2 separate regions of the Mus musculus genome follow, and region 2 is linked to region 1. A link is a contact called in public Hi-C data. All regions are on one chromosome and are shown on one strand. The core of a region is the stretch at or near the end of the contact, and the rest is flanking DNA. Distances in the headings are between cores, read along the strand shown.

The links. Hi-C and Micro-C count contacts between places; a contact is called where the count stands out from the background.
Region 2: a Hi-C map of muscle stem cells shows a contact between it and region 1, with 2.3 times the contacts expected there. The contact joins two enhancer-like sites. A contact is called at or near these places in 1 of 484 Hi-C or Micro-C datasets (muscle stem cells) and 1 of 115 datasets of contacts at active chromatin or transcription factors (bone marrow-derived macrophages).

Annotation. Positions count from the first base shown.
Region 1 is chr10:12,872,275-12,877,425 of GRCm38.p6, reverse strand. No RefSeq gene overlaps it. Among named protein-coding and RNA genes, the nearest start is that of Utrn, 13 kb to the right of the region's middle. Within about 2 kb of position 2,380, at least 171 of the 459 cell types and tissues checked have an H3K27ac peak or open chromatin away from gene starts, as enhancers often do. A contact at or near this core is called in bone marrow-derived macrophages and muscle stem cells, where this site is marked.
Region 2 is chr10:13,302,798-13,308,096 of GRCm38.p6, reverse strand. All of the region lies in intron 1 of Phactr2 (phosphatase and actin regulator 2), which reads left to right. Among named protein-coding and RNA genes, the nearest start is that of Gm46211, 79 kb to the right of the region's middle. Within about 2 kb of position 3,321, at least 77 of the 459 cell types and tissues checked have an H3K27ac peak or open chromatin away from gene starts, as enhancers often do. A contact at or near this core is called in bone marrow-derived macrophages and muscle stem cells, where this site is marked.

The sequences.
Region 1 (5,151 bases), core at 1,131-3,630:
ACAAGGTGCTCAGAAAAGTTTCAAAGAAGGTCCAATGATTTAGCTCAGTTGTTAGAGAAACTGTTTATCATGGATGAAACTCTAGGTTTAATACCCAGCCCTCAAGTCCCATAGAGACAGAGACAGGGGCAGGGGCAGGGGCAGGGGCAGCGATAGAGAGGGGAAATCAGACGTTCTAAGTCATCCTCAGTTACACACCGAGTTTAAGGCCAGCTTGCAATACATGAGAGTTGGCCTAAAAGATTAGAATCCACATTGATAGAAGGGGAGAGGAGGCTGCCAGGGGACACTAGAGAAGAAAGAACGGAGTGACTGAAAGGATGCCAGTAACTAACAACCAGAGTATATCAGATACAAATCCAGAAGTCAGAGTAAAGCTGGACTTAGTGGTGGCGGTACAGACTTTGACCCCCACCACTGGGGAGGCAGAGGAAGGCAGCTCTTCCTGAGATTGAGGGCTGTTTAATCTACATATCAAGTTCCAGGATGGTGAGATCTCGTCCGAAAGAAAGAAAGAGAGAAAGAAAGGACGAAAGGGAAAGAAAAAGAAAGAAGAGAAAAGAAAAGTCTGGAAGACAGTTCAGTGAGTAAAAGAAGAGTTGTCCTCTGATCTCCCTGTGGAATGCATGCACGAAAAAGCATTCGCATTCTCTCTCTCTCTCTCTCTCTCTCTCTCTCTCTCTCTCTCTCTCTCTCCCTCTCTCCCTCTCTCCCTCTCTCTCTCTGTCAGTCAACTTTGCAGGCAGTCCAGCATCTTGCCTAAGGTCATGTGATCGGCCTGACTCAAGTGTTCAATTGTTAAGTTAGGCCTGGTTTTTCCTCCCAACCCCATGCTCCCAGAAATGACTCATACTCAAAATACATTTACAACTACCTTGGCCATACAGCTAGGCTCTTCTCTGACTAGAATCTTAACTTCAGGCAACCCATTTATTTTAATCTACCTTCTGCTATGTGGTTGGTTACTTGTGCTCAGGTACTATGTGCCCATCTCCTTACATCTTCCAGGGGCGGATCTTCCCGTGCCTGGCTCTATCCCAGAATCCTTTCTCCTCCTGGATGGCCTACCTCCCATTTCCTGCCTGAGCCATAGGCCATAGGTGTTTAAATTGACAGGTGATCCATCCATACAATACACAAGATATTCTCTCTACATTCAGTTTCACCCCATATATAACTGAGAGCTGTCTGGACTTTTCTTCTGTCGCTATAATAGATGGACAGAGACTAGGCAGTTTAATATGATGGATGGTTCTTAAGCATAAAAGCTGAGATGGGGCTGTCACATTTGCTTGGTTTCTGGAGTTTATCTTATACATCTCATTAAGGAAGGTGAACAGGTAAGCAGGCTCCTGCAAGGGAAAGAGAGGATGACCCACCATAGACATTGATCCATTCATGGCCCTGTGACTAGATACCCACCAGGCTTTACCTCAGAGTCCTGCCTCACTGAGGAGTGATGTCTCCATATGCGTTTGCATGGGCACAAACCATCGACAGACATATTGGAAGAGGAGCCACAGAAGACTCAGGAAACATGATTGCCATGTGAAAAGGATGAAGTGGTGGACAAGGCAGACTGAAGGAGCAGAGGCTGCCAGAATGAAGTTGTTTAGGAGGCCACCATCAACAGTGTGATTCCTGTGGTAGCCCCCCGCTTCTTTTCTGTTGCTATGATACAATGCCCAGAAACAAAGCAACCAGAAGAAGGAAGGGTTTATTTGGGCTCACACTTTGAAGGTTCAGTCCACCACAAAGGGGAGGGGAAGTCATGGCTGCAGGTGCTCGGAGATGTAGCCAGTCGCAGCACACCCACAATAATCAGGAAGCAGAGGGAGTTGAGTGGATGCTATGGAGTGTACTCTGTCCAGGACCCAGCCCATGAAGTGGTACAAGCTACATTTTGGGTGGATCTTTCCACTTCAGTTAATCTAATGAAACAAATCTCTAACAGGCGCACACACACACACACACATATATATATATATATATATATATACACACACACACACATACATATATATATTAGTGTTGGAGTTTGAAATGGGACACACAGACGTGGAACTGTTGACAAGATTAGAGGACTTTGCTGAAGAGTTGGATGGCTGGTGGGTGCGGACAAGAGGCAAGGAAGGTAGGCTGAAGGAAGAGTGAGGAGAAATCGGCTGTCAACTAAATGATTTTGATAGATGGAGAAAAGGAGATAACACAAGAGGGAAACTCACTTTTGGATTCACTGACACGGCAAGACAGAAGGACACCCAAGGAGAAAAAAAGCATTGCATCATGGGAAGGAGGAGCTGTTCAAAACCCTCAAGAAAGGCTTTCAGTTTCATCTGTATCCTTTCAGCGTTTGATTTCCTGTGTTGATCTCACTCACTCAGCAAGGGTGATGACTAAGCTGGTCATGGTGCCTGGCAGACTCTTCCTGAGGAAGCCCAACGGCCTTAGCTCAGAGGCGAAGGTCACTTTCACTTTCTTTTCCTTCTTATATGTTATCAATTTATTAATTAATTAAATTTAAATGCTTTGTTTCTCTGTGTAGCCCCAGCTGTCCTGGAACTTACTCTGTAGATCAGGCTGGCCACAAACTCAGAAATCCACCTGCCTCTACATCCTGAGTGCTAGAAAGAAGTATGTGCACTACCACGGCCTGCTATCACTTTTCCCTCCCCTCCCCTCCCCTCCCTTCCTCTCCCCTCCCCTCCCCTCCCCTCCTCTGTTCCTCCCTCCCCCTCTCTCTTTCTCTCTGTCTTTTTCAGGCATGACATTACTTTGTAGTCCAGGCTAACCTGAAACTCCATGTGTCCCTCAGGTTGGTCTCTAACTCAAGGCGGTACGGTCCTCCTGCCTTAGCCTCCAGAGTGCTGGTATCACAGGAGAGCACCACTCTGCCTGGCTAACATCAGGTTTGCTTTGTAGTAGTGGAAAGAGGACTGGAAGCATAAGCTTCTTTGAATGTTGTATTCAGCCAAGTAGAGTCCAAAATTGAGGATTGTTTTACAGTCAGCCACTTGTTTCAACCTTTCTACATGTTCTTTCTATGAAACAAACATTTCCAAATATGTAACATCAAGAGGCCCTGTCTAGAAAAAATTTAAAAGGCAAATTAAAAATTATTATTATTATTATTGTGTATATGTGTGTGTGTGTGTTATATGCTACAGCACATGTATGGAACTCAGAGACCATCCTGTGGAAATCAGTTTTCTCCCTTTATCATAGGTGTCCTGGATATTGAATACAGGTTATCAGGCTTGGTTCTAAGCATCTTTATCTGTGGAGCCATGTCACCAGCCCTCTTGACTCTCTTCTGGAAGCCTAGAACAGTTCCAAATCCAGATAGGCTCCTCCTTGTGTCTGTGTAGAAATGCCTTAGCATTCATCCTGCATTAAAATATTTTAAAAAAAAAACAGTAAAAATGTAAGTCTTAAATGCTTACATAACTAATGCCTGTCAGTTATAATGAGCACCTACTCAGTCAGCTACACTAACTTGGTCTGTACTCCTTCACATCCTGCCTCCTTCTCCTTGTTGACAATGAGCTGTCACAGCACAGGGTCATAGCTTTTTAAGATTTTTTTTTTTCCCCTTCCAGGGTGCTTTCTAGGCTCCATGTAACCTATGTGAGACTAGTAGCTTAGGTTTCAGGGGCTCTCTGAATGGTTTCTCCCATAATTCTGTGCTAAGGTTTGGGGGTAGCTGTTTGAAGTTGAAGGTGTCTGTGGCCTAGCAGACCCTACTCTGAATTTCTGGGGGACAAAGGGAGGACTATTCTGAATTTAGAATAGTCTCCCTGGGGGATGATGGTTAGCTCCTTGGATTGTGTTTGTGTTATTTATTGTCAAAACATTTCATGTGTTATCTTGTTTCCTTAACTTGATTACAAAGAATTTTATTTGTAGCTATCCTCAACCTCAAATTTCAACTCACCAGTATTATGTGCTCGCCTGAGGAATTCTTAAACGAGTGAATATTCTAACACCTCTTACATATGCAGTTTTATTAGATATTTTAATCGGAAAAAGAGAAGGAAAGCCTTTCCCCTCTCTTCCGTGTGGGTTTATTCATATTCAACACTAATGGAAAACACGAAGTGATATCTTGATTTTAATATATATATATATATATATATATATATATATATATATATATATATATATATATATATATATATATCCAGGCATGGTGGTGCAAGCTTTAATCCCAGAACTTGGAGGGCAGAAGCAAGTGGATCTCTGTGAGTTCAAGGCCAGCTTGGTCTTCATAGTGAGACACTGTTAAACAATAACAACAACTACCAAACAAAAACTCTGTCAAATCATCACACACACACACACACACACACACACACACACACACACACACACACATACACACATCCCAACCAAACAGAAACACAAAAACACACATTGTATAGGGGGCTGGTGACATACCTCACTTGATAAAGCAATTTGCCTTACAACTTAAGCTTGATCCCTAGACCCAAGATTGCTTGTTTGTTTGTTTTCTTTCTTTTTAAAGCTGGGGGAGATAGCTAGCACTTGAAACCCAGTGCTGGGAGGGAGAGTATTAGATAGATCTCTCGGGTTTACTGGTCAGCTACCTAGTCTACTCAGTGAGTTCTAGGCTAGTGAGGGACCCTTAAAAAAAAGTGCCTGGAGAATAATCCTTAAGGCCGTAAGGGTCCTCTGGCCTCCATGCCCTCACATAGGGACATACACATAGACACACACAGAAAGATAGCACATGTTTTCTCATGTTTCTATTCTAAAAGAAACTGCATCTATACTTCATCTCTGTCTCTCTGTCTCTCTGTCTCTCTGTCTGTCTCTCTCTCTTGTTGATACTGTGATACTGATGATTCAACCTAGAGCCTTGCACATGCTAGGCAAACATTTCGCCACTGAACAACGTCCCTGATCCTCTTACTAAGGTGCTCAAGCTGTCCTCAAACATGCAGTCCTCATGTCTCAGTTTCCCAGGTAGTTGGGATTACAGGCGTAGCCCACCATGTCCGGTTGTATTTACATGTCATGTCCGGTTGTATTTACATGTTATTGCACAGGTTCAGTAGATAATGTTTTCTTCTGGACTGCTATATTATATACAGTCCCCTGTATTTATGTGGATCATGCCCATAGAGTAAA
Region 2 (5,299 bases), core at 2,072-4,571, 430 kb before region 1:
CAAAGTCATACTGGGTTGCCAAGTAGCTGAAGGATTGAAGAAGACAGACCATTCGCTGACTTCTTTGGACACTGTAGTGTAGAGCTAAGAAGCAGCAGACTGACTTTCAGGAGAGGAGCTCTACTGAGATTGTGTCAGAAACTCTGGGCCAAAGGTTAGTCTGAAAGAATGACGTTGGGCACATTATAGTACATTACCAGCCATTCACCACAACCCCAGAACAGCTTCATCTTGGAGAGCAACATATTTCTCAAGTACTTAGTGACTTAAAAAAGCAAGTATTGACTTGAGCCACCCATAATAATGGGAAAATGAAATTTTAATTTTAGGTTAAAATACAGTGTGCAGTTGGGGTTTGCTTTCTTGGTTGTCTGTGAGATTCAGAGTCGTCTGTGTGATTCCTTGCGAAGCAGAGAGACCAAAGTAAGGTAGATTCCAGTCCCATCTACATCAACAACCAAAGCGAGGTAGATTCCAGTCCCATTTACATCAACAGTTTGCCTTTGTGTTGATCTTTTTAGGTTAGAAAATTTGTGATTTTAGAATTTCATACGTGAGTTCTGTATTTACATAATTTCCACTTCTCTCACTCCAATTCTTTCTTGTTTCTCCTCCCCTCCCCTCCCCTCTCCTCCCCTCCCCTCCTTTCCCTTTCCCTTTCCCTTTCCCTTTCCCTTTCCCTTTCCCTTTCCCTTTCCCTTTCCCTTTCCCTTTCCCTTTCCCTTTCCCTTTCCCTTTCCCGTTCCCTGTCCTGTCCTGTCCTTTGCTTTCCCTTTCTCTCTCTCCCTTCCTTCCTTTCTTAGTCTTTCATTCTCTCTCTCTCTCTCTCTCTCTCTCTCTCTCTCTCTCTCTCTCTCTCTCTCTCTCTCTCGTTTGTTTTGTTATTTTTTTCCAGACAACATATGTTGTTTCTCTACACAGCTCTGTCTGTCTTGTGGTTCACTATATAGACCAAGCTGTCCTGATCAGCCAGACCAGAAAGTTCAAGATCTTCCTGCTTCTGCCTTCTAAGTAGTGGCTTCTTTCTGGTTTTGTTTGTTTGTTTGTTTGTATTTTTAATGATAGAGATACCTTTTTTATGACTCCCCTCATCAGAAGAAGGAGATGAAACCAAGACAATAGGAGCTGTTCTTGGGCCTGCTTAGAAAGTTTGGGGCTGTCAGTGGTGTGGCCTTGATTGTGCTTGGGAGGAAATTATTGTTTTGTGCTCACTGTGAGGGAAGTAGAGATTTCTCAATAGAGATCCTTCTGGATGGTTTTCAGCGATGTGCCTTTGATGAAGTGTCTCCACATCCCTTCCCAAGCAGCAGTTAGGCATTTGTTCACCTGAAGAAATGTGTCAGCCAAGTCTAAGCCATTCTTAAGAGCATGCATCATCCTTCCTGCTGTCTTTGATAGTTTTCCAGTTTCAGACATTAGTGTTTGTTATATTATCTTTCAAAATATTTTGAGTTATACAGGAACACACTGTTGGGAATAATTTCTTCTGAGTGAAAAACCTGAAGACCTGATAAAATAAGTCCTGACCTAGTTAGGCCAGGCCCTGGGAATTGGCTGCCATATTTCCTCCCTGGGTTAGGTATTTATTTATAAACATTAACCAGAATTTTCTGTGACATAGGTACAGTATGGAAGGCCAGGAAAAGCCTATTTGGTTCCTGACCTGATAAGACTAGATGGTAAGGGTACATATTTCTTCTTCATAAAGAGGTGGCCCTGGGTTGGGGAGATGGCTAAGACAGTAAAGTGCTTGCAAGCATGGGGAAATGGAGTTCACACTGCAGAACCAATCAACCAAAAAGCCAGGAGTGGCGTCACCCACTGGAAATCCAGTGCTGGAGAGGTGGAAGTAGGAGCGCACATCCCTGGGTCTCATTGGTCATACCGGTTTGCCTAATTAGTGAGAGTGACAGACCCTGTCTTCACAAATAATCCGGATGGGTAACAAGCTATCTCCAACTGACAGCTGCTCTCAAGGAAAAAAAAATCAGTTTTTTTTTTTTCAGTAGAGTCTCACTGGGTATACAAATCAAACCTATGCCCCATGCCTAGCAGTAGCTGGTCAACACAAAACTAACTCCATGAGACTTTGGGAGCTGTTTTGTCTCATAATGTTATGTTTGCACTTTGGTTTTAACATTACAGCTCTTTTGCTTCATGGTTTCTCCTATTATGTTTTTATGGGGTTTGTGTGTATATACGTGTGCATGCATGTGTGTGTGTGTGTGTGTGTGTGTGTGTGTGTGTGTGTATGTGCATGCACACTAGTGTGTATGTATGTGAGTGTGTGTGTATACATGTGTGCATGTGTGTGTGTATACCTGAGTGTCTCATGCTTTTTCTATTTTTCCTGTTTTGTTTTATTCTGCTTTATTTCTTTATTCTTTTGCCTATTTTGTTTTCTAAAGAGAGAGAGAGAGAAGACGGGGCAGGGTTGGATGGGTAGAGAGGTGGGACAGATTTTGGGGAGCTGATGGAGGGGAATCTGGGATCAGAATATATTGTATAGAAAAATTATTTCCAATAAAGAAAGAATAAAAGTGAAGTGGATGCTACCCACATCATGATGTTTGAGGTTGGTCCTCTGGCTTGCCCGTGTGCACATGGGCATGCATGACCCTTGACCCAGACACATACATTTTTAAGGAAGGAGATGAATTTTTTTCTCCTTGCTCACTTAGTAATTATTTGTATGTCTTTTGAAGACATTAGTGAATTGCATCCAGCCACTTGTAAGTTTCAGTTACAGATGGAGTCCCCAGCTTTCTCATGCATATTTAGGGTGCCTTCGGTATTGAAATTCTTAATAAACACACTATGAGAAAAGAATTTTGGAATGAGCCAGTTGCCTGGATAGTGTCCAGATTGGATTCAGGGGCTTTGAGTTTGGGGTTATACCCAAGTGCAGCTGGTACAATTTGTTTGCCAGAATGCTCAGTGAACCCACACGTCATTTTAAAGAAACCAAAATGGGATATTTTGCAAGTGAAATACCCTTAATGGCTACACTGCAGTGGAAAAAAATCCAGATCAGCAGTAAAGGCATCACTGTTATAAGATGATTTTTAATTGGTGGGATTGTTCCTCCCTCTCAGGAGAACTAGCTGTACCAACTGCGGAATGTTAATCTCCTTCTGCTACTTTTCAATAGCTTCCTGTTTAATTTGAACAGGGTATTTCCCCACCTGTTAGGCAGCGTGATGAAATTAGGCTAAAGCCCTTGAGTAATTTCACTCCAAATTGTGACTCATAGTTTGGAGACCGATTCATGTCGTGCCTGTCATGGGAACCCTCGGTGGCATCACAGTGGGCCCAGCAGCACTGTCCTGTGCCTGCCCTCCTAGCACACCATCGGTCTACATTGAATGACCACTTGACTGTCGGCATCCTCCCTTGCTGGCTCGCTGCTCCTTCAGGCAGAGATCCTGCCCGCCAAGTTCTTTCATCAGCTCCCTGCCCAGTGCTCCGAGAGTTGCTTGTGAATTAATCATGATGAAATGCTTCCATTCTGTACTCAGTACTTCCTTCCACATCTCCATCTTTTTGTAGACGTCTTCCTTTTCTGGTCAGCCCCAAACCTGGCTTTCCCTGGTAATTGCTTTCTAGCAATAATCCTACCCTGGCTTTTTAATTATTATTATTTTGTTTGTTTGCATAGCTGCCGTGTACTTGAGCTCACTATGTAGCCAAGGATGGTCTTGAACTTCGAATCTTCCCACATCCATTAGATTGCTGGTATTGCTGGTGTATGCCACCACTCCTGGGTTCCATAGCACTGGGGATGGAGGCCAGAGCTTTTTGAAAACTGGGTTAGTAGTATACCAACTGAGCTACATTTCAACCCAGCCTTATCCCTACACACACACACACACACACATTGCTCTTTAGTGGCAATCCTACACAAAGGGTAGAATTGACCTCTCCCAGGCTCTCTGTGCTACTTGCCACCATCTTGCTCTAGGGTGTGCACATCTTCATGTGAAGTTGTGTCATCTGGTGAGTGTTCTTGAACGTGCCTTTGTTGACATCATCTCCTGACTTCCTGGTGACCTCATAGTCACCAGATGAGGTTCAGATTCTCCCCACCACTGCAAGTCTTGTTGCCACCCTAAGGAAGTTAGTCTGTCTTTGGTCTGCGCACGGCTGGACAAGCAATCTGGCTAGCATGGCTCTGCAGCCCTCTTCCCTGGACCTTTTCACCTCTCCAACCCCGGGGCCTTCTCAGACCGTGTTTGTGCTTCAGCTCCCTTCACACTTTATGCATTTAAACAAACAGCAAACAGATCTTTTCCTGGGCTCAATCATCATCGGTGCCAAAAAACGTTCAAGGTTTCTTATTGCACAGAGCTTACTTGTTCCCAATGTAATTGTTTCCCTGAGTTTATCTTCATCCCTCTGCAGCTGCTTTTGTTTGGAAGACTCCACCAAATTCAACTCCAACTTCTTGCCTAGTGTGTCAGTAATGCAGTCCTGACTGTCTTTGGACATCTTCCCCCAGATGTCCTGCCAACACCTGAGGTTCATGGGATCTAAACACAGCCTAACAGTATTTCCCCTAAGTTCACTCTCCGCCTAACAGCTCCCACACTCTGTAGAGGTTGGGGCCGTGGAGACCTCTAGGCAGCTCCTCTCCTTCCTCTGCTGCATCCCTGAGATCCATCCATCATCCTCAGTCCTTTCCATTTGCTGCTCCAAGTTCAAATGCCTGGCTTGTTTGCACTCATCTCTGAGGCCGGACCACGAGGATATAAATCTGGAGCCTTGGGACCCTGCATGACGAATCGACATAAATCCTCCTCTGTGGGATCTCTCTTCCAGCATCCTGTTTTCTCTCTATATGCCTGCAAAGTTCATGTCTGTCTCCAGGAAATAATCCAGGATTATGTGTGGCCAACAGTTTCTTAGCAGATACCTGCTTTGGAGACTTGATGAGGTTACTAGGTAATAGTTGGAGATGATAGAAGATAGATAGATGCATAGATAGATAGATAGATAGATAGATAGATAGATGATACATACATTCATACATACATACATACATACATACATACTATAAAACATTTTAAGAGATCGTACCCACCTTTCTTTTGGCTGGTCTGTTGATATTTCTGCCCTATTCATCCTATGGGAAACTTTCCATGATTTTGGGTGAATGAAAATTTGGCCATGGACTTTAAATTATGTTATTGACTAGATTTTATTTTTATTTATGCACTTTTTTGTTTATTAAAATAATGTGATTGAATCTAGGGCCTTTTACATACTAGGCTGGCATTCTATATAGGATCGGTCTATATCC